Regions from separate parts of the Mus musculus genome. Here all the other regions are linked to region 7. The links are chromatin contacts, called in public HiCAR-type, HiChIP or PLAC-seq and promoter capture Hi-C maps. All regions are on one chromosome and are shown on one strand. The core of a region is the stretch at or near the end of the contact, and the rest is flanking DNA. Distances in the headings are between cores, read along the strand shown.

Evidence for each region. Promoter capture Hi-C pulls out the DNA fragments that hold promoters and counts their contacts. HiCAR-type assays count read pairs that join an accessible place to other places. HiChIP or PLAC-seq counts read pairs in DNA pulled down with a chosen protein or histone mark.
Region 1: an H3K27ac HiChIP or PLAC-seq map of stem cell-derived neural progenitor cells shows a contact between it and region 7, with 6 times the contacts expected there. The contact joins the promoter of Cc2d2a here to the promoter of Bod1l in region 7. A contact is called at or near these places in 4 of 39 promoter capture datasets (embryonic stem cells, hippocampal neurons, liver and 1 more), 4 of 115 datasets of contacts at active chromatin or transcription factors (kidney, large pre-B cells and stem cell-derived neural progenitor cells) and 1 of 9 other capture datasets (adipose tissue).
Region 2: a promoter capture Hi-C map of hippocampal neurons shows a contact between it and region 7, with 20 times the contacts expected there. The contact joins the promoter of Fbxl5 here to the promoter of Bod1l in region 7. A contact is called at or near these places in 3 of 39 promoter capture datasets (the C10 cell line, hippocampal neurons and liver), 2 of 484 Hi-C or Micro-C datasets (CD4 T cells and bone marrow-derived macrophages), 5 of 115 datasets of contacts at active chromatin or transcription factors (astrocytes, forebrain, large pre-B cells and 2 more) and 2 of 9 other capture datasets (adipose tissue and liver).
Region 3: a contact with region 7 is called in an H3K27ac HiChIP or PLAC-seq map of stem cell-derived neural progenitor cells, with 9 times the contacts expected there. The contact joins the enhancer-like site here to the promoter of Bod1l in region 7. A contact is called at or near these places in 5 of 39 promoter capture datasets (cranial neural crest, embryonic stem cells, frontonasal cranial neural crest and 2 more), 5 of 115 datasets of contacts at active chromatin or transcription factors (the 230-238 cell line, embryonic stem cells, pro-B cells and 1 more) and 1 of 9 other capture datasets (macrophages).
Region 4: a contact with region 7 is called in a HiCAR-type map of astrocytes, with 7 times the contacts expected there. The contact joins the enhancer-like site here to the promoter of Bod1l in region 7. A contact is called at or near these places in 6 of 39 promoter capture datasets (the C10 cell line, cranial neural crest, frontonasal cranial neural crest and 3 more), 12 of 115 datasets of contacts at active chromatin or transcription factors (the NIH/3T3 cell line, T-cell acute lymphoblastic leukemia, astrocytes and 8 more) and 1 of 9 other capture datasets (embryonic stem cells).
Region 5: a promoter capture Hi-C map of liver shows a contact between it and region 7, with 6 times the contacts expected there. The contact joins the enhancer-like site here to the promoter of Bod1l in region 7. A contact is called at or near these places in 6 of 39 promoter capture datasets (cranial neural crest, embryonic stem cells, frontonasal cranial neural crest and 2 more) and 9 of 115 datasets of contacts at active chromatin or transcription factors (acute myeloid leukemia, astrocytes, embryonic forebrain and 6 more).
Region 6: a promoter capture Hi-C map of pre-B cells shows a contact between it and region 7. The contact joins the promoter of Bst1 here to the promoter of Bod1l in region 7. A contact is called at or near these places in 5 of 39 promoter capture datasets (embryonic stem cells, hippocampal neurons, liver and 1 more), 3 of 115 datasets of contacts at active chromatin or transcription factors (astrocytes, embryonic stem cells and large pre-B cells) and 1 of 9 other capture datasets (adipose tissue).

The regions. Positions count from the first base shown.
Region 1 is chr5:43,660,787-43,663,890 of GRCm38.p6, reverse strand. Cc2d2a (coiled-coil and C2 domain containing 2A) reads right to left here and starts at 1,512. Exons shown (of 38, transcript NM_001359906.1): 1 at 1,332-1,512.
Region 2 is chr5:43,780,840-43,783,785 of GRCm38.p6, reverse strand. Fbxl5 (F-box and leucine-rich repeat protein 5) reads left to right here and starts at 1,637. Exons shown (of 11, transcript NM_001159963.1): 1 at 1,637-1,821. The coding sequence starts at 1,738.
Region 3 is chr5:43,288,292-43,291,273 of GRCm38.p6, reverse strand. It overlaps Cpeb2 (cytoplasmic polyadenylation element binding protein 2), which reads right to left. Exons shown (of 12, transcript NM_001368806.1): 12 at 1,550-2,982. Among named protein-coding and RNA genes, the nearest start is that of Gm7854, 54 kb to the right of the region's middle. Within about 2 kb of position 1,268, at least 58 of the 459 cell types and tissues checked have an H3K27ac peak or open chromatin away from gene starts, as enhancers often do. A contact at or near this core is called in the 230-238 cell line, pro-B cells and stem cell-derived neural progenitor cells, where this site is marked.
Region 4 is chr5:43,359,323-43,362,510 of GRCm38.p6, reverse strand. All of the region lies in intron 1 of Gm43699 (a long non-coding RNA gene), which reads right to left. Among named protein-coding and RNA genes, the nearest start is that of Gm43699, 6.6 kb to the right of the region's middle. Within about 2 kb of position 1,765, at least 30 of the 459 cell types and tissues checked have an H3K27ac peak or open chromatin away from gene starts, as enhancers often do. A contact at or near this core is called in astrocytes and stem cell-derived neural progenitor cells, where this site is marked.
Region 5 is chr5:43,382,107-43,385,257 of GRCm38.p6, reverse strand. No RefSeq gene overlaps it. Among named protein-coding and RNA genes, the nearest start is that of Gm43699, 29 kb to the right of the region's middle. Within about 2 kb of position 1,732, at least 7 of the 459 cell types and tissues checked have an H3K27ac peak or open chromatin away from gene starts, as enhancers often do. A contact at or near this core is called in liver, where this site is marked.
Region 6 is chr5:43,817,260-43,820,347 of GRCm38.p6, reverse strand. Bst1 (bone marrow stromal cell antigen 1) reads right to left here and starts at 1,455. Exons shown (of 9, transcript NM_009763.3): 1 at 1,255-1,455. The coding sequence starts at 1,421.
Region 7 is chr5:41,842,665-41,845,729 of GRCm38.p6, reverse strand. Bod1l (biorientation of chromosomes in cell division 1-like) reads left to right here and starts at 1,415. Exons shown (of 26, transcript NM_001310601.1): 1 at 1,415-1,798. The coding sequence starts at 1,562.

The sequences.
Region 1 (3,104 bases), core at 263-2,762, 1.8 Mb before region 7:
TTGTCACCCATCCCTGACAGCCATACACAAGTCTCTTCTCCCCTTCCTCCAGCCAGGACCAGGACACTTGTTTTCCCTCGTCTGTTTAAAATGTTGCTGGAACCTCCTCCCCTCCACGCATGCTCACTTTCTCTCTTCAGAGACGAGGCTTTTCCTTTCGAGTGGGAGGGCCCGCTCAAAGTTGTGAACTCTCAGGAGCCATCCTGTGCCTTTTTAATGATTAATTATGTAGCAGCAAGTTACTCTAGCCCCAGCTTCTAGGGTACCAGGTGAGTGACACAGCTGTGTGTGGTCATTTAATCAGATGGACGGGACACCTTTCACTTGATGAGGCCAGGTCAGCACCCAGGCTCTGCTCATGGGATTGCTCAGCTGCACAGGGGGTGCTGGAAGCACCTCTATGGCAGGAGTCCCGCTGTGGGCCAAGCTCTTTAGACCTTTTTACAAGTCTGTTTTGTCACTGATCTCATTATCTGTTTCTACATCTGCTTCCCCAGCAAAGTCTCACCACTGGACCTGGTCTAAGTTGGTTTTGTACACTGTAAACTTGAGTTCTTCATCTGCTGCATCATTGATGCTCACTAAAAACTTGAATAAATGACTCTGTAAGTGAACTCTAGGCCAACTATCTATATACAGATTGATCTATGTTTATATATGTGCATATCTCTCTATCTCTATGTATACATATATGCACATATTTTCTCTATCCATATACAGTTCCCCTCTATACAAAGCATGCTGTCGTTACACTTATTTGCAGAAATGTTATATAAAATGCAATAGCAGACATGTATTTCTCATTAGATTTTATTAGCATTTCATAGCACCTAGCATTTCATAGCACCTAAAATGAAAACAGCTGAGCTGATGGCCAGTAGACTTCTGAAAGCTTGGCAGACCTCAGCCCTGCGGTTCAGAGCTCTTTGTCCAATAACAAGAAAAGTGGAGCTCGCCACACGGAGAGTACTCCCTCCGGCCCGCCCTCCCCTTCCCCGGAGCAGTTTAAACTAAAGGCCCGAAAGCAACACGCAGCTAGTGCTTAGCAGCACACTGACCAGAGAGGCTCTCTGTGAACCGGTTTGCTTTTCCCCTGCAAGCCAGACAGCAGCTGAAATCAGAGCTGTCCCTGCAGTGCCCCCACTTTGCATTGAGAGAGTGAAACTGCAAGCAAGATGAAGGGTCTCTAATGTTAGCAAGATGAGAGTCCCTAACGTTACAAAGCATTCATTCCACTCTCACTGCACCAGGGAGGGGCTGGTTTCTCTGCCGGAACGGAAAGGAGAGGAAAGCAGGACACTGCAGCCTGTCTCTGTTAAAGACTGATTTACCTTCGTCCACTCTACAAAACGAAGTTTGCAGATTCCACTTGCTGGGCTGAAGGGATGAGATGAGAGACCAGTTGTGTCAAGCCAGAGAACCTTTTAGAAATGAGCGAAAGGGTGGGCTGGGGTAAGAGAGGTTACTCCCTGGGAAGCTGCAGCCATATCTCAGGGTTTAAAAAAAAACACCAGCTTAGCAACCAGTTCCCAGGGAAGGTCACTAGGCGGCCGCTTTTTTTTTTTAAAGTGGCAGTTTACTTTTAAGACTTGGAATATGAGCTTGCTGGGCAAGCAGTGGAAAAATAACGTGCTGAAGAGAGACAAAGGGAAAGCAACTGGGCAGCCTAGCAGAGAGGACTCAGGCTCTCAGCAGGGTGTCCTGCCTTATGTCTCTGGGTTGCATGGCCTGTTGGGTCAAGGACAGAAGGTGTTGATAAGTAGAGTGGTTTAGAATCAGGAGGGGCCATGTTGTGTGGAGCTGCCTAGTAAGCAGTAGCAAAGACTATGTGGCCGGGCATCAGAGCTATCAGAGCTCCAGCGTGTGTTGCATTAGGGATGTTGGCTGGCTGTGCACAGAAGCTGGACCGCACACGCCTAACCTCTGTTTCTTCAACTCTTCACTACAAATGACCCAGCGGCCCAGCAGGGATACAGACAAGATGGCTCAAAAAAAAAAAAAAAAAAAAAAAAAAAGGCAAGAAACCAGGAGAAAAGGCCAAGTAGTGAGAACAGTAGTAAGCAGACTCAGACTCTACAGGCCAAAGACAACCACAGATCAAGGAACTCCACAGACCGCGGCCTCCTAACCCCAAGTGTTGTTCCTCAGAAGCCTGCCATTTTGTTTCTTAGACAAGACCTCTGACTGGAAGCTGGCATTTGGTGATTAGGCTAGGCTGCCTGCCTAACTCCAGATCCCTGCTTGTCTTAGCTTGTCTGGTGCTGATAGAACAAACGTGGGCCACCATGCTGAGTGTTAGCCACCTTCAAAGCCAGGTCCTCATGCTTGTGTGATGAAAAGCCCTTTACTAATAGAACTATCTCCCAGCCCCTATTTTCTGTATCCCTAAAGCTCTGGCATTCACTGCATGGGTCTTAGATAGATCTCTGAAGCTAACTAATTCCTAGAGACAATAAATGACTCCAAGGAAATGCATATATTCTCTTTGATACGTACTAACTGACCCCAAGCTGGCATCTCCATCTACTGCAATCACCAAGAAGTACCCCTCTGCTCTAAGTCACTCTGGAGGCAGGTGCTTAGGGAGCATGTCTATGATCCAGAATATTCTGAAACAAGTCAAATTATTTAATTCTAAACCCACCAGCACACTTACCATGCCACAACCTTCCTTCCAGGGAAAACCCCAGTAAAGGGTCTCTTTTGGAGCCTGATGTTTGGAGAATGCTGTTTTTGGAGACTGCTGCTGATTGTGTTTGGTTGATTGGTCTGTCTTTGTATCCCCAGTGCTGGGAATATAGATGCCTGTAGCCACTTGGCTTTTTATGTGGGTGCTGGAGACCTGAGCTCAGTATTTATTCTGGGCCAGTATCTTATTGATTGAGTCATTTTTTTCCCAGCCCAAGAAACAAATTTATATCCATTGTGATATTCTGTTATAGAATTATAAGACATTTCCTGCTTTGAAGGATCTGTGTGAATAACCTTTCTACAAGACAGCCATGTCTGTGTCTTCATGTCTCACCGTACCAGAGAACCCAGAGTTCACTTTTTAACATATGTGTGTACAGTGTACACATGAGCCAACATGTTTGTGTGGTGTG
Region 2 (2,946 bases), core at 388-2,887, 1.9 Mb before region 7:
AGTCTATATTCCAAGATGGCTAGAGTGAAAGATTAGGATATAACAAATGAGGGGTTAGCAAATGTCTTTTGAGAATTGTTAAAAATATGGAGGCAAAGCCCTGCTTAAACAGCGGAGAAAAGAAGGGGAAAAGAGGGAAACAGAGAAGGGAACAGAGGAAAGAAGAATAATGGGGTGGAGAGGGAGGGAGAAATCTGTCAAGACTTATCAGTTCTGTAAGCTATTTTTGTTGTTGTTGTTTTCTTTTTCTTTTTCTTCAGTCACCTCTTTGTTCCAACTAATACAGTACACAGGAACAAACTTATCGTCAGATCTAGATACATTTGGCCAGAATTTTATGTACTGATTTGTGAAATCCTGGGCAATGTCTTAATTTCCTTTGTCATAGCTGTTTTCTCTAACATTGTTTACAGGGAGTATTCGTGATGAGGTATTCCTATTAGCACTTCAAAAATACACGTACTCCGTTTTCCTTAAAATCTTATGAAGTAGGTTATTTATTCCCCTCATCTCATTTTACATAAGAGAATACTGCGGTCAGAACACAGAAGTCAGGTCGCTCTCCAAGGTTAGTACAACTAGAGTTTGGTGAAACCATGAACCTAAGCTTCATCTCCAGAGTCTGTTTTCCAGCTCAATTTGCATGTTAATATCAAAAGGTAACCAGAACTAGCTGCACTAATAGAAGTATCTTTTTATTCATTTTCTGAGAGTCTGGTTCCTTTTAACCATTGACATGAATTTGGGGTAGGAAATACAAAGGTGAATAATGTAGCATATCTTCTGCTTACTGTTCAAAGTTTATGGTTGTTGAGAAAACGACACACCCTTCCCAGGTTCTCAGCCTTGCCCGTGTTTCTCCCATTTTTCCACGAATTCTAAAGCCACGGGGTGAGAGCCGGCTCTGATACTTGGGAAAAGTCTACTGGAGGGCTTAGATGAGGACAGGTGACGTGCACTGGCCTTTCTCTAGGCAGTGACCTCATTTATGGCCCTTTCTTCCTGTCTGAGCCTCCTCGGCTTAAAATGGCGGGATTTGTGCTAAGGCTCTCTCCCTACTAGACAGCCATGATGGCTCCCCGCCCCCCCCACCCCCCCCAAACCCCCGCAGGCTCATCTGGCCGCTCTGGGACTGTCGTTCCTGATCTGAGGTGTTGGTCCTCCCTCTGGTGTTTCCAGTTCCCCAGGGCCACCATCCCACTCTGCTCCGTGCCAGGAGGGGTGAGGAGGGGCTGCCAGGTCCCCAGCTCTCAGCCGCAGGGGAGAGGCCATGCTAGGCCCAGAGCCAGCATCCCAGGCCTAGCAAAACCCGAACGAGGCAGCAAAGGCGGCTGAGGGCTCGGCGCGCGCACAGCCCGCCCGTCCAGAGCACGCAGGCTCGATCTGGTCACGCAGGTCCCTGCCTCAAGGCCAGGCACCCGGAGAAGCGCCCTTGAAGACCCTCGCCCTGGGACAGTGCGATTTTTTAAGAGATGTAACGCAAGGGACCAGGGACGACCATGCCCACCGGAGGAGAGAGCTCTGGGCGCCTCAGCGCGCGCGCCGGTCACGTGGGCCGCGGCACCGCATGGCGGCGGCCCGCGCGCCCCCGCGTCACGGCCCCGCGGAACCGCCCGGGCGCGCGCGCCGACGGGGCGGGCGCATGCGCAGGGGGGCGCGCCGCCTCTGCCCCGCGGCGAGGGTGTCTATGGAGAGGCGGCGGCCGCGGCTGCTGAGGCGGACGCTGAGGCAGTGGCGATGGCGCCCTTCCCCGATGAAGTGGACGTCTTCACCGCCCCGCACTGGCGGATGAAGCAGCTGGTGGGGCGCTACTGCGACAAGGTAAAGGAGCGCGGGGCGGAGGGCGGCCGCGGAGGAGCGGCCGGGTTCCGGGAGGCCTGGCCTGCGTGCCTCCCGCAACCCCCGCGTTGGCGCCGCGCGAGCCCGTCGCCCGCGCCCCGGCACCCGCGCGGCTCCCGAACCTTCCCACCGGGGTCCCGGGAGCCCGCGCTGGCCGCGGCCTGGGACGAGCGCTCGCGGGACTGACCTGTGCCGGGGTGAGGGGCGCTCCCGGCCGTCCGGCTCGGCCGCCCGCGGGGTGCCCGCTCCCCGTCCGCAGGCCGCTTCTGCGGTTACTCGCAGCCACAGCACCGCTCGCCCGGTCCCTTCGGGCTCTTTTAGTCGCTCTGCAAACACTGCATCCTCTCTCTGGACCTCTTGACTTGCTTCCTGGCTCCACAGGCAGCGTCTTGCAGCCCCTGGAGCAGGCTTATTTTACCTGCCTGCTTTGCACTGGTTTGGTTCCGTACACAAGCCCGGTACACGGACTGGGAAGACCTGCACTCCTCTTTCCTGGTTACTCTTTTTTTCCTTCCAGTTTTTATTTTTCCTGGATACTTTATTCCTTGTAGAATTTGTTCCTCTGTTGGACTTTTTACTGGAAGCAAATGAGAGGGGCCCCTAGGAAAAGTTGCCTTGCAGTGGAACTCACTTTGGACTTTTAATGGGTGTAGCCGAAGTTGAAGAAGCACTCTTGTGAAGATGAGTTGGGAACCTTTTTCTAATGATGCTGAAAACTCTGAATTGTCACTTTATGTTCGGAAGATCATATATGAGTAAATTCTGGGCAGTCATATGTTTTGCAAAAAAGGTGAACCAAATAAATAGCTGTTAAGTAATTATTAACTTAAACGTAAAAATAAATTGAATTATCAGAGATTACGTGGAATTAGCACCACTATTAACAGCAAACAAGAGTTGTCTTTCAATCTGGAGAGGTGCTAGGAAGGAGGCCAATGTCTTCCCTGGTAGGCCACGGGAAGACCAGCAATTTGAAGTGTAGGATCTTAGCATCTTGGCTGCACAGTCCTCTCCCTCCATTTTGGGAAAAGAAAAACAAACAAACCAATAAACTCAAACCCAGTTAGTCCTAAGCCAGTGGACCTTTAAACACCAAGACCATAGGCT
Region 3 (2,982 bases), core at 19-2,518, 1.4 Mb before region 7:
TTTTTAATTAGATATTTTCTTTATTTACATTTCAAGTGTTATTGCCTTTCTTAGTTTCCCCTCCGAAAATCCCCTATCCCCTACCCCTACCCCTGCTCCCCAACCCACCCACTGCCATTCCCAGGCCTGGCATTCCCCTATATTGGGACATAGAACCTTCACAGGACCTAGCAGCCCAGTGCTCTTAACCATTGAGTCACTTCTCCTAGTCCGTATTTTACTTTTTGAATCTAGCATTTTTGACTATTTATCCATGTATTTTGGATCATATTCACCTCGTACCCTTACCCCTAACTCATCCTGGACCTCTTTCCATCCCCCTCCCAGCTGGCTGGCTTGATTTTGTGCCTGCAACAGCTTCTCCTAAGCGTTTTTAAGGACAATGGCCCCATTCTGTGCAAAAGACAGTGTCTCCTCAGTCCTCTCAAACTCCCAGTGTCTACAGTCGTTTTTAAAGTGTTTTCATTTTTATTCATGCTTTCTCTCCCCTCTCTCCCTCTGTCTCCCTCTCTCTCTCTGTGTGTGTTCCGCATGTTTAGGACCCTGGAGAGTCACATAAACATAGGATCCCCTAGAATGGTAGTTTGTCAGGGAGTTGTGAGCTGCCCAATATGGTAACTGGAAACCAAACTCAGGTTCTCTGAAAGCACAGCCAAGTTCCCTAAACCTCTTAGGCCCTCTTATAGTCTTGCTGCTCCCTCTTCTGTGATACCCCTGGAGCCTTGGTGGGAGGCATGGTATAGATGACTTGAAAATCTAGACTTTTATTTTCCAATACCTATTATTCTCTGTGAAGCCTATATGCTTACAACAAGCACAAATCTTTACTGTGATGGATTACTGTTCAAACTTTCTAACAAAAAACTAATAACTCTTCCTTTCACTTATCCCAGAATCCTGTGTTGGGGTCATGATGGAATTTCACCTTTATGACAAGGGAATCAGGCCTCAGCTTGCTCAGTCTGTGTCTCTTCCTTGTTCCTCCTTTACACGGAGCACTAAAGAACCCACAGGGTGTGCAGAGAACCAGGAGAAAGTGACGATCGGGTGCTAGCACTGTGATCTAAACCACGACCACTAGACCTACCTCAGGTTTAAAGGTTTGCTTCTATGTCAGCTTGCATGGGCTTGTGTATGCCATTGGCCCAGTTCCCCTGAGCTCCAGGCAGTTTTTAGCTGCCCAACATGGGAACCACAGTGGAGTCCCCTGAGGAGCATTAGTGCTCTCAAGGTCTGCACTCTCTAGCAGCCCTTGACTTCCTCATTTTTGGAGTAAAGCATTAGGTCAGATGAGGTAACACTTCAGTGTTACTGCGAGGTGTCTAAGGTGTTTGAGGGCTAGGTGCAGGAAGGGGCGTGGCTACAAAGGGGCTTCCAGGCTGAAATACTGAGGAATCCTGCATGGGTAGCTCCTGGAGTGGCTCTGACCCGCACACTACACTGTGAAGTGGCTTGTGTTTTCTTAAGACGTTGATTGATGCCTCTGACAAACTACAGTCTCACCTGACAGTGTGAAGGGTGCAAATTGTAGAATAAGATTACACAGCTCTGCCAATAACTTAATAGTTTATTAGTCAGTCAACAATATTACAAATATTTAAAAATTACTTAATATAAATAGTTGGCAGCAAACTATTCCATTACAGAGTTAAATTACCAGTACAACAGACAGACTGGAGATTTAGACACCTGGAAGATAACAATAAAATAAACTAAATTATTTAACAAAAATTTTAAGCTGAAGGCGTTTTACCTAGTGTCCATAAAAGCATGGGTTCTCTTTTTATTTAGAAAAAAATAAAAAACGGCTTTAACACCCCATTAGGAATATAAAATAAAATCAACTGAAAATATTAATTTGCATATCAAAGAACCATTTATAGTTACAATCCAAACACTCCATAAACCACTTGTGCGATTCTATACAGAAACTGGGAATTAGAAACTAGTTGCTTTAATATTACAAAGATTTCAGCTCCAAAAATAATTCAACATAAAATAAACTTTAGCAATTAGTGTCATAAAATTATATATTTTCACATAAAAATACAAAATAATATTAATGACAAGAATATGAAAAATTATTCCAAGTATTTTACTACTATTAAAATAAAATAAAACCCAAAAAAACAAAATAGAAATATGCATGAAAAAAGTCTCTCCTTTTGTTAGCAAAACACTATCCAAAATAACTACAATCATTTACATCAGTACAAAGATTTCTGGGTTTAAAAAATAGTTGCAATGACAAAAGGGGCATCTTTTCTGACAGTAAAAAATGACACTGTGGATAAAGTCTGCAAAATATGCAATGAAAAAAATAAATTTGCATTAAAAAGGTTTACACTGTATCTTTATACAAACATTAGAAACAGTATTGCACATCACAACACAGAATCGAGGTTAGTCAGCCTTCCAAAATGTGTTATATTCAAGTTTTGTGGCATCTTTGAGGAGAGGCTCGTGCAGCCAGATGCAACAGGGATAAAATATCAAGTGTTTTCCATACACAAATATATAAATGCTAAATGTTTCCTTCTTAACAAAAAGTGTGGATTTTTAAAGTACTTTTTCCTCCACAGTCATTCATACTTTTGGGCAGCAATATGAACATTTAGGGAACACAAATGAAGAAGCTTTGAAAATACAAAAATACAATCAAAATTAATAATTTTCTACAAAAATAGTAAAATAAATATGATCTGTAAATTAAAAAAACTCAAATACAGTGTTTAACGGTTAGAAAATAAAAATGTAGTACATAAAAGGAAAAATAATCCCCAAACAAACAGAAAACAAAACAAATCAGAGGTAGGGGAGAGGCAGGGAGGGACACAGTATTAGACCAATGAGCTTTGTCCTAACAGGAACGAAGGTGACACAAACCAGCATTTCTGTCACGTTCACCCTGGTAGGAGAAGGTGTTTCTCTTTCATTTCCCCTTCATTTCAAATATTTACTTCCGTTTAAGAAGGGAAAATA
Region 4 (3,188 bases), core at 516-3,015, 1.5 Mb before region 7:
ATTGGGAAATGGTGTAAAGTAATTGGTGGGAAGTAATTGGAGGACCTGGTTACAGGGGGATTTCTTGAGACACCCTATGGTTGCTGGGAATTGAACTCAGAACCTCTGGAAGAGCAGTCAGTGCTCTTAACCACTGAGCCATCTCTCCAGCCCCCAAGGGAACATTTCTTTAGGAACTATATCTTACCATGGTTCTTCCCTGAATCCCTCTTTGTCTGATGCTAGTATGAAAATTATACAATGAACATGTTCCTATGGCCATGTTGTTCTACCCAAACGATAGGCCACCAAGATCTGAACCATCTGAAAACAGGAGCCCACATAAGCAATTACGCTCCCTAGTTCTTTCTTTTAGGCAATGTGGCAGAAGCTTTCATAACTAACTTTCAGAAGTTCCGTCTCCAGGTGCACTCACACCATGGGCTATGACTTTCATGCTGGCATTTTGTTAGAACACAACTCGGTCTCTGTCATGACTTATTTGTTTGTCATCTGCCTGGTGTAGGCTCTACAGCTGCAGGACTCTGTATGTATTCTGTTCACTGCTTTTGTCTCTGCTTCCTCAAATACAGCCTAGCATAACAAGTGCTTTGTAAAAATGGTCATCTGACAAAGTTACTCCAGGACTGTAGTGTGTCCTTGTCTTTGCCCATTTCTCTCTTATCTCTAAAACACAGACAATATGTAAATCTGATTCACAACTTCATTTGGGAATTAAATACAATTCGTATACAAGGCTTCATACTTAACCTGGCATATTGTAAAGTCACAAGACACATTAGGTTTTACCCTAGGTATCATCACTAATACCACAGTTACATTATGGTTGATCCTCACCAACATTCCAAATTATGAACAAGCTGGATGACTGAGATAGTAGAGATTCGAACTAGCTCCATGTGATCTAAGGCATGGTCATGGTTTCTGCAGGGTGCCACACATAAGCTTTTCCTTTTCCTTACTCTGCACTTTTAAATGAAATTGAGATGCTTATGTGGCTTCAGAACAAAGAGATCCATGCCTTTGGTTTTATAGGTTGTGTGGGTAGTTAATATCCTGTTCTGCCATCCTGTTTCAAGTTTTATAATGAGACTGCTTTCACACACACACACACACACACACACACACACACACACACACACACACTGCTCAGTTTCCATGGTATGTGGGAAAACTCTTCTGGAATTGATGAAGGAGAGAGATGGGACTTTTTGTTCAGCTCTCCATTCTGATCCACCTCCTCTTAAATGACCTTGCAAGGTCTAGACTCATCATACTGCAGCAGCTAGAGGTTAGACAGCCCCTTGTGAGCCCCTGAGAATAAGAAATCCACCAATTTGCTTCTCAGAATTCTGTTTACTTTTTACCTCCAAGAAAAGAACACATTAGACCATCATTCTCTTATCGCCATTTCTCTGATCTCCATCCTCACTAACACAACAAGGCCTGCAGAATTCTTGGCCCAAATTGCAACTCCCATTGAATCTTGACTCTTTGGACCTCCCGTTTGGATAACAATTAATTGCCCCAAGATCAACAGCTTAGGCCAATGGATGCTGGCATTCCAGCCAAGTTTGAGCTGAGTCACTCATTTGTGTGTGGGGGGGGGGGGGGCGGGGGGGGGGTCATGGAGAGGAGGCTGTCCAACACCAGCTGATAAATCATCTTCATTGACCATTCAGTTCCATGGCATCTCTTCCAATCACCTAACCTACGAGGGAGAGCTTACTTCTTTCTTTATGAAGAAGGCAGCTGCAGATGCATGGGCTGCCTACACAGATACACATGTGCTGACAAGAGGACATGAAGCTTCTGGATTCCCATCCAATTTGTGTCTCTTATTCCTCCTTTGAGAAACGGAAGCATCTAGAGAGCAATAAAGTTCTTAGGATGAAAATCCAAAGAAAAGACAAACCTTGAACAGTACATTTAAAAGAAAAAGAAAAATGAAGAAACCACCCTTGAAGATCATCAGATAGGTACCGCTATTGCATAAGTCTGCCAGAAGATGGGGCCACGTGTACTTGTCTAAAGTCCTTTGCAAACTCCAGAGGTTGGCAGGGAAAAAGGACATATTTATACCACAGGATGCATTTAGGGTAGATTTGTGTTTGTTTGTTTGGTTGGTTAGTTGGTTGGTTTGTTTTGATTTTTTTACAGTCTCTCATCCTTTCCTTCCTTTCTTCCTCCCCATCTCCTTTCTTTTCTTTCTTCCAATCATTGTACATTCTTGGGAAACGATCAGAGAACCCCCACTTTTCTTGTATTTTTAAGTATATGTATGTAATAACAACCTCTCTAGTTTGACTTTGAAAATGAATAAAGCAAAAGCCATGCACGGCCCTTCCACTAGGCTGTCATTTCTTTCAGGTTTTTAACCCATAAAAAAATAGAAGTTGAATGACATCTACCATACACATTTGGTAGAGCCTTATTTTAAGCCATGGAGAGCCTCAGAATAAAGGTAAAACACCAGCCAACAAAGAGGTATTATCTATCTGCAGGGACTGGCCTGAGAGATTTCATTATCACACCACTCCCACATCAGGGAGGTAAAACAACAAAAGGCAGGAAGCAGGGGCCATTTGTGAATGGGCAGAGGAGGCGTTGAAAGGATGAGCTAGAAGCAGGGGGAATAAGAAGGAACAGGAAAATGGTATGTCTTATTTTCTCCAGCTTTGTAATTTACTGTATTCAACTTTTGAAACACGCTATTAAGTATCTGTTTTCTTCCTTTATTAAAGGACTAATTTCCCCCTCTTACTCAACTTCTCTGCTTTAGTCTAAAGAAAAAATTGATTGCAATAAAATACAACGATCATTTCCATGACAATATCAAGAGTTTCGAAATCAAGCTCACAACTTCTGAGCGCAATTATGTCACAGCTCCTGGAAAATTGGCCTCACAGAACAGATTGTGCTAAATCCTAAGCTTGTTCCTAATCAGGGCCCAGCATACAGAGCGCCTTTGTCAGCCGAGGGGTGATTGTGATGAGCCCTGTTGAGGCTTGGACCATCTTCTCTCAGACATCTTGGCAGTCCTGAATACCAGGAATTTACAGATTTTTGTAGCACAATTTAGTATCTGGTTTAGGTTCAAAAGCAAATGGTTTGACCATGACTAATCTTGCTTATTTTAGAACCATTGTCTGGAGAGATTCTGAGATACCTTCTCTTGTGGAAATTGT
Region 5 (3,151 bases), core at 483-2,982, 1.5 Mb before region 7:
GCTCTAATACCCAAAGTCAATCTTTACTGGTCTACATCAGCCAGCCAGGTCACAAGTTCCAAAGTCCCAGAACCTCCTGAAGCAGTGTCACCTGCTGGGAACCAATATTTAACTGCATGAGCCAGTGGGAATGCTTTAAGAGTCAAACAAAAATAGTGTCCTTTCTTGGAATCCCAGAATAAGCAGGCAGATGTCTCTGCACTTGGGATGGTTTTGATTGACAACATGGGCTGATGTGGAGAAGAATTGGGTAACCTTCTGGTGTTTGCATATGTATAAGAAGAACTGATGTCTGTCCCACACCATTGCTGGCTTTGTTCCAATATTTGAGTCATTCCACCCAGAAGCTGATCCAATGATCTGGATCCTCCCCCAAGTAAAGAAAGTTGTAAAAATCCTGCTTCAGCAGATCTCTCTGAGATATACCTCCCTCTGAGGGTTATGCAATTACAATCTGTTGCTGGGACACGTCATTAAAAGGCACTGCAGAGAAATGTCATATCTAAAAACACGCTCCAAAACTAAAGAAGTCAAAGTGACTTCAATATTGTTTCTCTCAGAGATCACTGAAGCTCTTCTCACAAATCACCATAGCATTTTCACAAACCCCTTTCTTCTTAACTGCCCCCGCCACCAGCCTTTCATCTTTAACTCCTTCCTCAGTTCTGTTTCCATCTCGGCAAGTCACACACAACACTCATCTCTTATGCCTGTCTGGAAACCGTACCTTTTCAAGGGGTGGATAGCTCCTCTCACTTCTCCTTCTCTCCCCAGAAGCTGACAAATAAGAACAATACTATATTTTATATCCGAACTACCTTCTAAGTTAGACTCATGCATTAAAGGCTTGGTCACCAGAGTGCAGATAGCTGTGTGTGTGGGGGGGGGGGGAGGGGAGGGGGGAATAGGAGTTGGAACCTTTAAGAAGGAAAGCCCCCTGAAAGGGAGTTGGGTTGGCTTAGTTGAGGCTTGCCTTCAAGGGGACCTTGGCATGTTGATCTCTTCCTCCCTGTGTGGTTTCCTCTTGCCTGGGGTGAGTAGAACTCTCAGAGTTACAGTGTCTGCATGTATACATGACGTACCAACGTGACCTTGGACTTCAACCTCCAAAAGTCATGGGTCAAAATAAAGCTTTCTTCCTTGAAAGTTGATTCTCACCCAAATTTCATCACAGAAACAGAAATCTGACTGAGATGTTGGCAGGGGTGGGGAGGGGGTGAGGGCAGAACAAGAGGGACGAGTTCTAAGTGAGTGTTGGCCACACTTCCCTGTGAAAAGAATGGGGTGTGCAGAAGGCCACCCTCATTAGCTCAGTCTACACATAGTATAAGAATGGGGTTTATCGAGAAGGAATATTGCCGAGATATAACTTAAGGAAGTCCTAGGGTTAACTCATAATCCCCAAGCTTCCATGCGTGCTGGCTGAAAACAGAATACTCATGAAAGCACTTGGCACAAGATCAGCAGGTAGGAACTACAGGCCGCTCCACCTCTTCCCAAGCCTAATTCCTGTCAGCGCTGATGGAGTACATAGACTCCCTTTCCAATGCTTATTAAAAAATATTCAAAACATTACATTTTTCCTAAAAACATCACAGCAAAGATCCAGCGCACTTACTCTACAGAGTCTGCCATTCCCATCTCCCAATGTCTGTTTCCTTATCTGAAGCTCCGTCCACCTTTTACCTATTTAACCATCAATTCAGCTTGTTTGTAATTCATTCCAAAGTCAGTTGCTGACATCGGTAACTTTCTTTCCAGGCAAGTCTCTGTGCACACAGTTTTATTTTTAAATGATCCCCGTGAAGGACGTTGCAAAATAACCTTTTAAACGTGATACAAATGCTGGTATGCTGGTAGGTCTTTGTCCCTGACAAAATGTAGGTCAGTCTCTCTCTGTCTCTGTGTCTGTGTCTCTGTGTCAGTCTGTCTGTCTGTCTGTCTGTCTGTCTGTCTGTCTCTCTCTCTCTCTCTCTCTCACACACACACACACACACACACACTTTACTGAACTTGAAAGCACTATTTTTCAATGTTTATGTGACCTAACCCTGGGCTGCAGCTATGTGGGAGAGAAAAGTTTCTGTGCACAAAAACGCTTGAAAGACTCTCGTGTGAGGCTATGCCAGTGCCTGGAAAACACAGAAGTGGATGCTCACAGTCATCTATAGGATGGAACACAGGGCCCCCAATGGAGGAGCTAAAGAAAGCACCCAAGGAGCTGAAGGGGTCTGCAACCCTAGAGGTGGAACAACAATATGAACTAACAAGTACCCCCCCTCCCGGAACTCATGTCTCTAGCTGCATATGTATCAGAAGATGGCCTAGTTGGCCATCAATGGAAAGAGAGACCCATTGGTCTTGTAAACTTTATATTCCCCAGTACAAGGGGACGCCAGGGCCAAGAAGTGGGAGTGGAACCTCAACAACCTGAGTTACATCTAGGACTCACATGGTGGGAAGAGAGAACCGTTCTTCTGTCTTCCACATCACTACATACAAATAAATAAATGTAAAGCAAAAAAAAAAAAAAAAAAAAAAAGTGGGAGTGAGTGGGTAAGGGAGCAGGGTGGGGGAAGGATATAGAGAACTTTCGGGATAGCATTTGAAACGTAAATAAAGAAAATATCTAATAAAAAAAGAAAAAAAGAAAGACTCTCCATTAAGTAAAGTTTTGCAGCTTTTTGTAACTGAGGACTTTATTTATTTTTGTAGGGTATTATCCACATAAACAGAGGTAACACTTTTAACTTACTCTGCCCAAAAACCCAATTTTCCTATAAGAAGGTGTAGTAGAATGAATTTCTCACTGGGTAGGTATGTCTATCTCTAAGCCCCACCCTCTTTTTTCTCTTCCTTTTAGCTCACACACTGTATAACTACCAGTTCCAGCTTTGATTATTTGGGAAATGCCTCTGAGTTAAGAAAGAAAGAAAGACATCTCTTATTAATGATGATGTTATGAGTTTGGGAATGTAGAGGGCAGCTTTGACCCTCATGGAATCATCTTTCATATTACGGACAGAAGGACAGATCACACATTGTTTGATATCTCATATCTCCCGTGTGAAATTTCATTTAACCTTGAGGTTCGCCTGGGAGTACACTTGGTCATCCAAGCTTCGTCTTCTCTACCAGTTGTCAGGGGAAA
Region 6 (3,088 bases), core at 206-2,705, 2.0 Mb before region 7:
AGCATTGTATTAGGTGGAAACAGGAAGATGACTGGGACTTGCTGGCCACTAGCCTAACTCTAGCTTCCAGACTAAGACAGAAAATGATAGAGTAGGCTGTCTTCCTCTCTGTGGGCACAGGCACAACACACACACATACACACACACACACACACACACACACACACACACACACACACATTCTGTGCACACAACAAAACAGAGTTCTCCAGTTTAAGGAAAGCAGTCCCCTACCCCATCCCCACCTCCAGACTTATGACAGAAGCAGACAAGGCCACAGATAAAAGTGATGCTAGAAAGTGACAATTTCAATGTCAATAAACCAGGAAACTTCTGGTTTTCAGAACTCTCCTTCTCCCTCTCCCTCCCCCCTCCCTCTCCGTCCCCCTCTCCCTCCCCCTCCCCCTTCCCCTCCCCTCCCCCTTCCCCCCCCTCTGTCTGTGGTGGAGGTACTGCACATGTATCATGTAGTCAACTGTTCTAGCACTGAACCACACCTCTGGCTTTCGCCTATTCATTAAGACACAAGAGTGGAGCTCCTTGTTCAGGTTCATTAGAGGGCGAGTCTCTGGGCCCACTGAGGTCAAGTCAGGAGGCAAGACTTGGGAAGATAGGAGTGGATGCCAAGTGTTGGGAGCAGTTTCCTCTACTGAGTCAGAGTGGCTTCTGGGGCCAGTTTTCACTCCTGAGGTCCAGGACGCCTTTCAAAATCACGTTCTATAGCAATGGTCATGTTGTCCTACCTTTGGTGACAATGACCAACCTGACTTCTTATGTTATTCTCTCATTTTATTTTATTGAGCTGCATCCCAATTAAAAACAACTGGCATGAGAAAGAGTGGTGTAACAACACAAAAAAGCAGATCCAGAGAAGGAAATTATTTCAATAGGAAACACAGTGTGCACAAGGTAGGGGGAACCAGAATCCTCTAGATGGGACAAGGGGAGCTAATTCCCAAGTGGTGCTCAAAATACCCAAACTGGCAGTTGTTGATAGTAGGCAAGGCTCTTTCACTCAAATTCACCTCTAGACTGGTGTCGCATTACAGCTTTCTCCTCACCTCTACACCCACAGGGGCAGCCTTAGCAGTTTCCTCCCGGGTCTGGAAATCCCCTGCACAGGGGATCTTGTCCCTAAGAATCACCTACATACACATCACCTGCATGGAGTCCCGCTAGTCCCTCCACCTGACTTTCCAAAGCCCTCACCTCACCCCACCCTTCTGCCTTTTCACTGTCTGGCTTAGCACTTACCCCAGGCTCAGCAGCGTGGTGTACTCTGCGCAGCGGCCCAGGAAGATGCTCTGGAGGTGAGGAGTGGTACCCTCCCCTGTCCACCGCGCTCTTGCCCCCAGAAGCACTGTCAGCAAGGACAGCCATAGCCACAGCCACAGAGACAACAGGCCTCCCTGGACAGCCATCAAGAAGACTTTGATTCCTCTAGCCCGTGGCCTCTTGGACTCCTCCCAGTTCCTCTTCCACTGAGGAGGCGGTTCCCCTTAGCTGAGCTTTGGCAGGACTCATCCAGATGCCAAGCCAGCCCACCTCCCATCCTCTTTCCTCTTCCATTACGACAGAAATTAAACTTAGGGCATTGCCTGGCAAAAGACGCCTCGTGGAGGGACCCCAAAGGGAATGGGAATTTGAAGCGCGCGCGCGCACACACACACACACACACACACACACACCTCTATAGAAATCTGTTACCATGTGAGCCCTAAGCAAACTTAAATTCTGTCCTGGTTCACACAGTCTTTCCAGGAGAGACATGTGCTACCCTTAGTGAAAATTGATGGCTTTGAGAAAAGCCGAAGGCACAAGGGCACAGACAAGAATCACATGCCATTCCTAAGTTGACTCTTAGGGAGTTTGTCTGGGTGGACTCTGGATGTGACTGACTGGTGCCTGTTTTGTCTTTCCTTTTCTTCCTTTGTGAGGGACATCGTCCACAGGCATCACTTACACCTGCCCCATGGATTCTGGAGCACAGGGCTTGTTTTCTAGTTTTCCAAGTGCTCACAGATAACTTTGTCTGAGAATACAGTACGGTCAGAGCTACACTCCTTTGTAATTTAGGCAGTTTAGATGTGAGATTTGGGGACTTGAATTGATACTAAAATAAGTTCATAATTGTAGGGGACGGTAGGTTAGGTAAAGGAATTTATCATGTAGGATGGATGTGAATTTTTGAAGACCAAAGGATAACTCCAATGAAGCCAAAATACCCATTAGAGATGTTTACACTCATATTCTGGAGTTCTGTGATGATTGCCTTGCATGGTAGTGAAGGCTCTATGCCCCAGTATAAGGGAATATCAGGACCAGGAATGGGAGTGAGAGGGTTAGGGAGCAGGGGGAGGGGAGAGGGGAGAGGGAATTTTCAGAGGGGAAACCAGGAAAGGGGATAATATTTGAAATGTAAATAAAAAAATCTTTCTTTAAAAAAGAAATTGCCAAAAAAAGTAAATAAACAGCAACCCCAAAAGTCCCCAAAACCCCCAAAAAACCAATCACTATAATATGCCAAGATTGTTACACAAAGATCATTTTCAAAAACAATTTCCTAAGTGAGATTTTTTTTTCCTGTGAGGAAAATGTGAATTTCTTTCCTGAATTCCTAAGCCCCGCCAACTACTTTCTTTTGGGAAAACCCAACATACTGTGTTGTGCTAGAGCAGGTCAGTATGAGTAATTCCAATATCTGAATCAAATGTTTCAAGAGATCAGCTACTCAGTGGGCTTCCTTGTCAAAGGGAAACTTTTCACTGCGCTTTCTATACTTCTGTGACAACCTGTGGAATTTCTCTGGACGGGAAAGCAACTCAGCAGATGACACAGAAACTGCAAGTGTGTTGCTAGCCATTTCTAGCGTAGTGTTAGCTCACCTCTGTGTTCTCAGTGGAACTTGCTGCTCCATCTCTTGTGATCATTTGTAACTTTCCAGCTTATTTGATATTGACCATATATATGCTTTTCTAATTCTTTAAAATTATATAAAGACTCAGATGTGAGGTTAAATTTAAAAAGCAAAAATATCTTCCATAAAATCTTCTCCACACACACATTTTACATAAACTTTAATAGTGTT
Region 7 (3,065 bases), core at 166-2,665:
TTTAAACTTGACTGCTTTTTTTATGTTTTTTTTTTCTTGTTGTTTGTCTCTTTTTAATTTTTTGTTTTGATTTGTTTTTGAGACAGAATTTCTCTGGCTGTCCTGGAACTCTGTAGACCTGTAGACTGGAGGGGCCTTGAACTCAAGAGATTTGCATGCCTCTGCTTCTGGATTAAAAGCACCACCACTCAGCTTTAAGAACAGATTTTAAAGACAACGCCGTCCCAGGTCAGGCGATTTCCCCCCCGCTGTGCAACTCTGTATGATTTACGTGGTTTCCTGATGTGCAAATTGGAATTAGTAGAATGTCTGAGTGTAACTACTGCTACAATGAAACACCAGGGCCAAAAGCAACTGGGGTGCGGGGTGCGGGCAATTTGGTTTATACTTTCATTATCACTGTTCATTCTCATCAGAGGAAGTCAGGACAGGAACTCAAACAGGGCAGGAACCTGGAGGCAGAAGCCAAGGCAAGGGTCCTGGAGTACTCGAGTAGCTTGCTCCCTCTGGCTTACTCTGCATACTTTCTTACAGAACTCAAGACCACCAGCCTAGGGGTAGCCCCCTCCAATGGACTGGACCCTCCTACATCAATTAATTAGTTAATCCTACATTAATTAAGAAAACATCCCACAGGCTTGCCTAGAGCCAGATCTTAGGGAGGCATTCTTCTTAACTAGGGTGCTCTCCTCATAGATGACTCTAGCTTGTGTCAAGGTGACATAAAACTAGCCCGATCATACAAGGACTCAGTCTTAGGTGTCACCCAAGGACTAAACGCCTTAACGCGTGTACGGGTCATGCCTGAGACACAACTCTATACAGATTTCACTCGCTAGTACCGTCATGTGCAGCAAAACCCTCGTAGCTTACTTAAGAGACAGTAATGGGAGGTTGTAGGTTGGAGCAAGTGAGATAGACACACCAGAAGAATGGGATGGGTGGGTGGAAAAAGAAAGAAAGAAAGAAAGAAAGAAAGAAAGAAAGAAAGAAAGAAAGAAAGAAAGAAAGAAAGAAAGAAAGAAAGAAAGAAAGAAAGAAAGAAAGAAAGAAAGAAAGAAAGAAAGAAAGAAAGAAAGAAAGAAAGAAAGAAAGAAAGAAAGAAAGAAAGAAAGAAAGAAAGTCCACGGCTGCTTCGCACTGCGGCGGGCTTGGGGCAGCCGCAACAGTGAAACTAAACCAACGCTTCACTCCTGCCTCCTCTGAGCTGAAGCTACAGGTGGAGAGCCAGCGGGCGCACGCTCCTACCCGGCTCTCTGTTTCGCTCCCCGGCGGCAGCCGCCACCACAACTTGTTCCCGCCCGTCTCAGCCTCGTGAGGGCGCCCGCGCCTCGAGGCGGCTGGAATTGGCCCGCCGCGGCCCCGGTAGCCAGACTTGAGTTGCTGCTGTCACCGCCTTTTCCTCCTTTCCCTCAGTTCCTTTTCACTTCCGGGGTTGCTCTAGATCCGCTGGTTCCGTAACAACATCCCGTTGGCTTCCCTCAGGCGGCGGGACCTGTGTAGCCGCCTTCCTCGGAGCGCCTGCCCGCCTGGGCTCGCGGGCTCCCCGGTCCGGGACGCCATGGCCACCAACCCGCAGCCGCAGCCACCGCCGCCCGCGCCTCCGCCGCCGCCACCGCAACCACAGCCGCCGCCTCCGCCGCCTGGCCCTGGGGCTGGCCCGGGAGCGAGCGGGCCGGGAAGCGCGGGGGCTGGTGCTGGGGACCCGCAGCTCGTTGCCATGATCGTAAACCACCTCAAGAGCCAGGGGCTCTTCGACCAGTTCCGCAGGGACTGCCTGGCCGATGTGGACACCAAGGTGCGGGGCTAGAGCGGCGGGCGGCGCGGGGAGTGGGGTCCCGTGTGCTCCGAGGGGCGACTTCCCCGAGCCGGACCCTCGGGACTGTCTTGCATACAGGGCTCCTTTTGCAGCTGCTTCGTTTGTTGATTTGTTTGTTTGCTTGTTTGTTTGTTTGTTAGACTTGCGGCGGTGTGCCATGCACTCTGCAAGTCTTGGAATGTTCATTCATTCCCCTGCCCTTGTGTTCCTTTCTCCGGCTAGAAACACTAGCCTGGAATGCCTATTATGTGCCAGGCAATGCTTGGCCTTAGCTAGTATACCACTGTGGTAAGCAAGACCCAAGTCGTTCCTAGGGAGACTGGTTTAGAAGCACTAAGGCAAACGGGACTCGGTTTAGAGTTCATTCTTTTGTTTTTCGAGACAAGGTTTCTCTGTGTAGCCCTGGCTGTCCTGGAACTCTGTAGACCAGGCTGGCCTTGAATTCAAATCCGCCTGCCTCTGCCTCCCAAGTGCTGGGATTAAAGGCGTGTGCCACCACTACCTACTTACTTTTTTCACCTAAATTGGTTTTTTTTTTCTACCAAAAGTTTCTTCGGCTTGTAAATGCAACAAATGTAGCGTTTGCAGATATCGTAAAACGGTAAGGCAACGATTTACAATGTATTTTGCTGGATGTTGAGGGGCGGGTGAACTTGCAAAGGTAGAGAGGCAAAGTTGGGCAGAGAAAAAAAGTGGGTTGGGAGATGGGACTGTCGTTTGATCTTTTGCAATGGCTGCCTGGCTTAGTAGTTTACTAAGATGAGAAGAGGCAGACAGACAGACAGACAGACAGAGAGAAAGAGAGGTATAGCGCATGGAGCCAGCCATTCCGTTGGAAATCTGTGGAGAGGAAATGACAGCAACTTGAAGTGAAAGAAGGAAAGGGGAGGGGGTGTGTGTTAGGTTATATGTTAGGAGACAGAGGACAGAGAGGCAAGGGTCAGCAGAAAGGTTCCCTAACCAAGCAGAAGGGGAGGGCTGCAGGCACCCAGCACCGACGTGGAAGCGAGCTTTAGCAGGGAAACTGTCATCTTGGCAGCAAGCCAAGGTTGCAGGACTAAGTCAGTGAAGTTGGTGAAAAGCTATGAAAGTGTGTCTGGAAGCAGGCGAAGGGAGAGGTGTTGGTTCCTCTTGTGGGGTATTTGTTGCTTTCATTTGGTTTTGTTTGGGGGTTTGTGTATCTGTTTACTTTTGCTTCAGTGTGGGTTGGTCTGTTGGATTGGAGTTGTGATGATGTAAGGTTTTT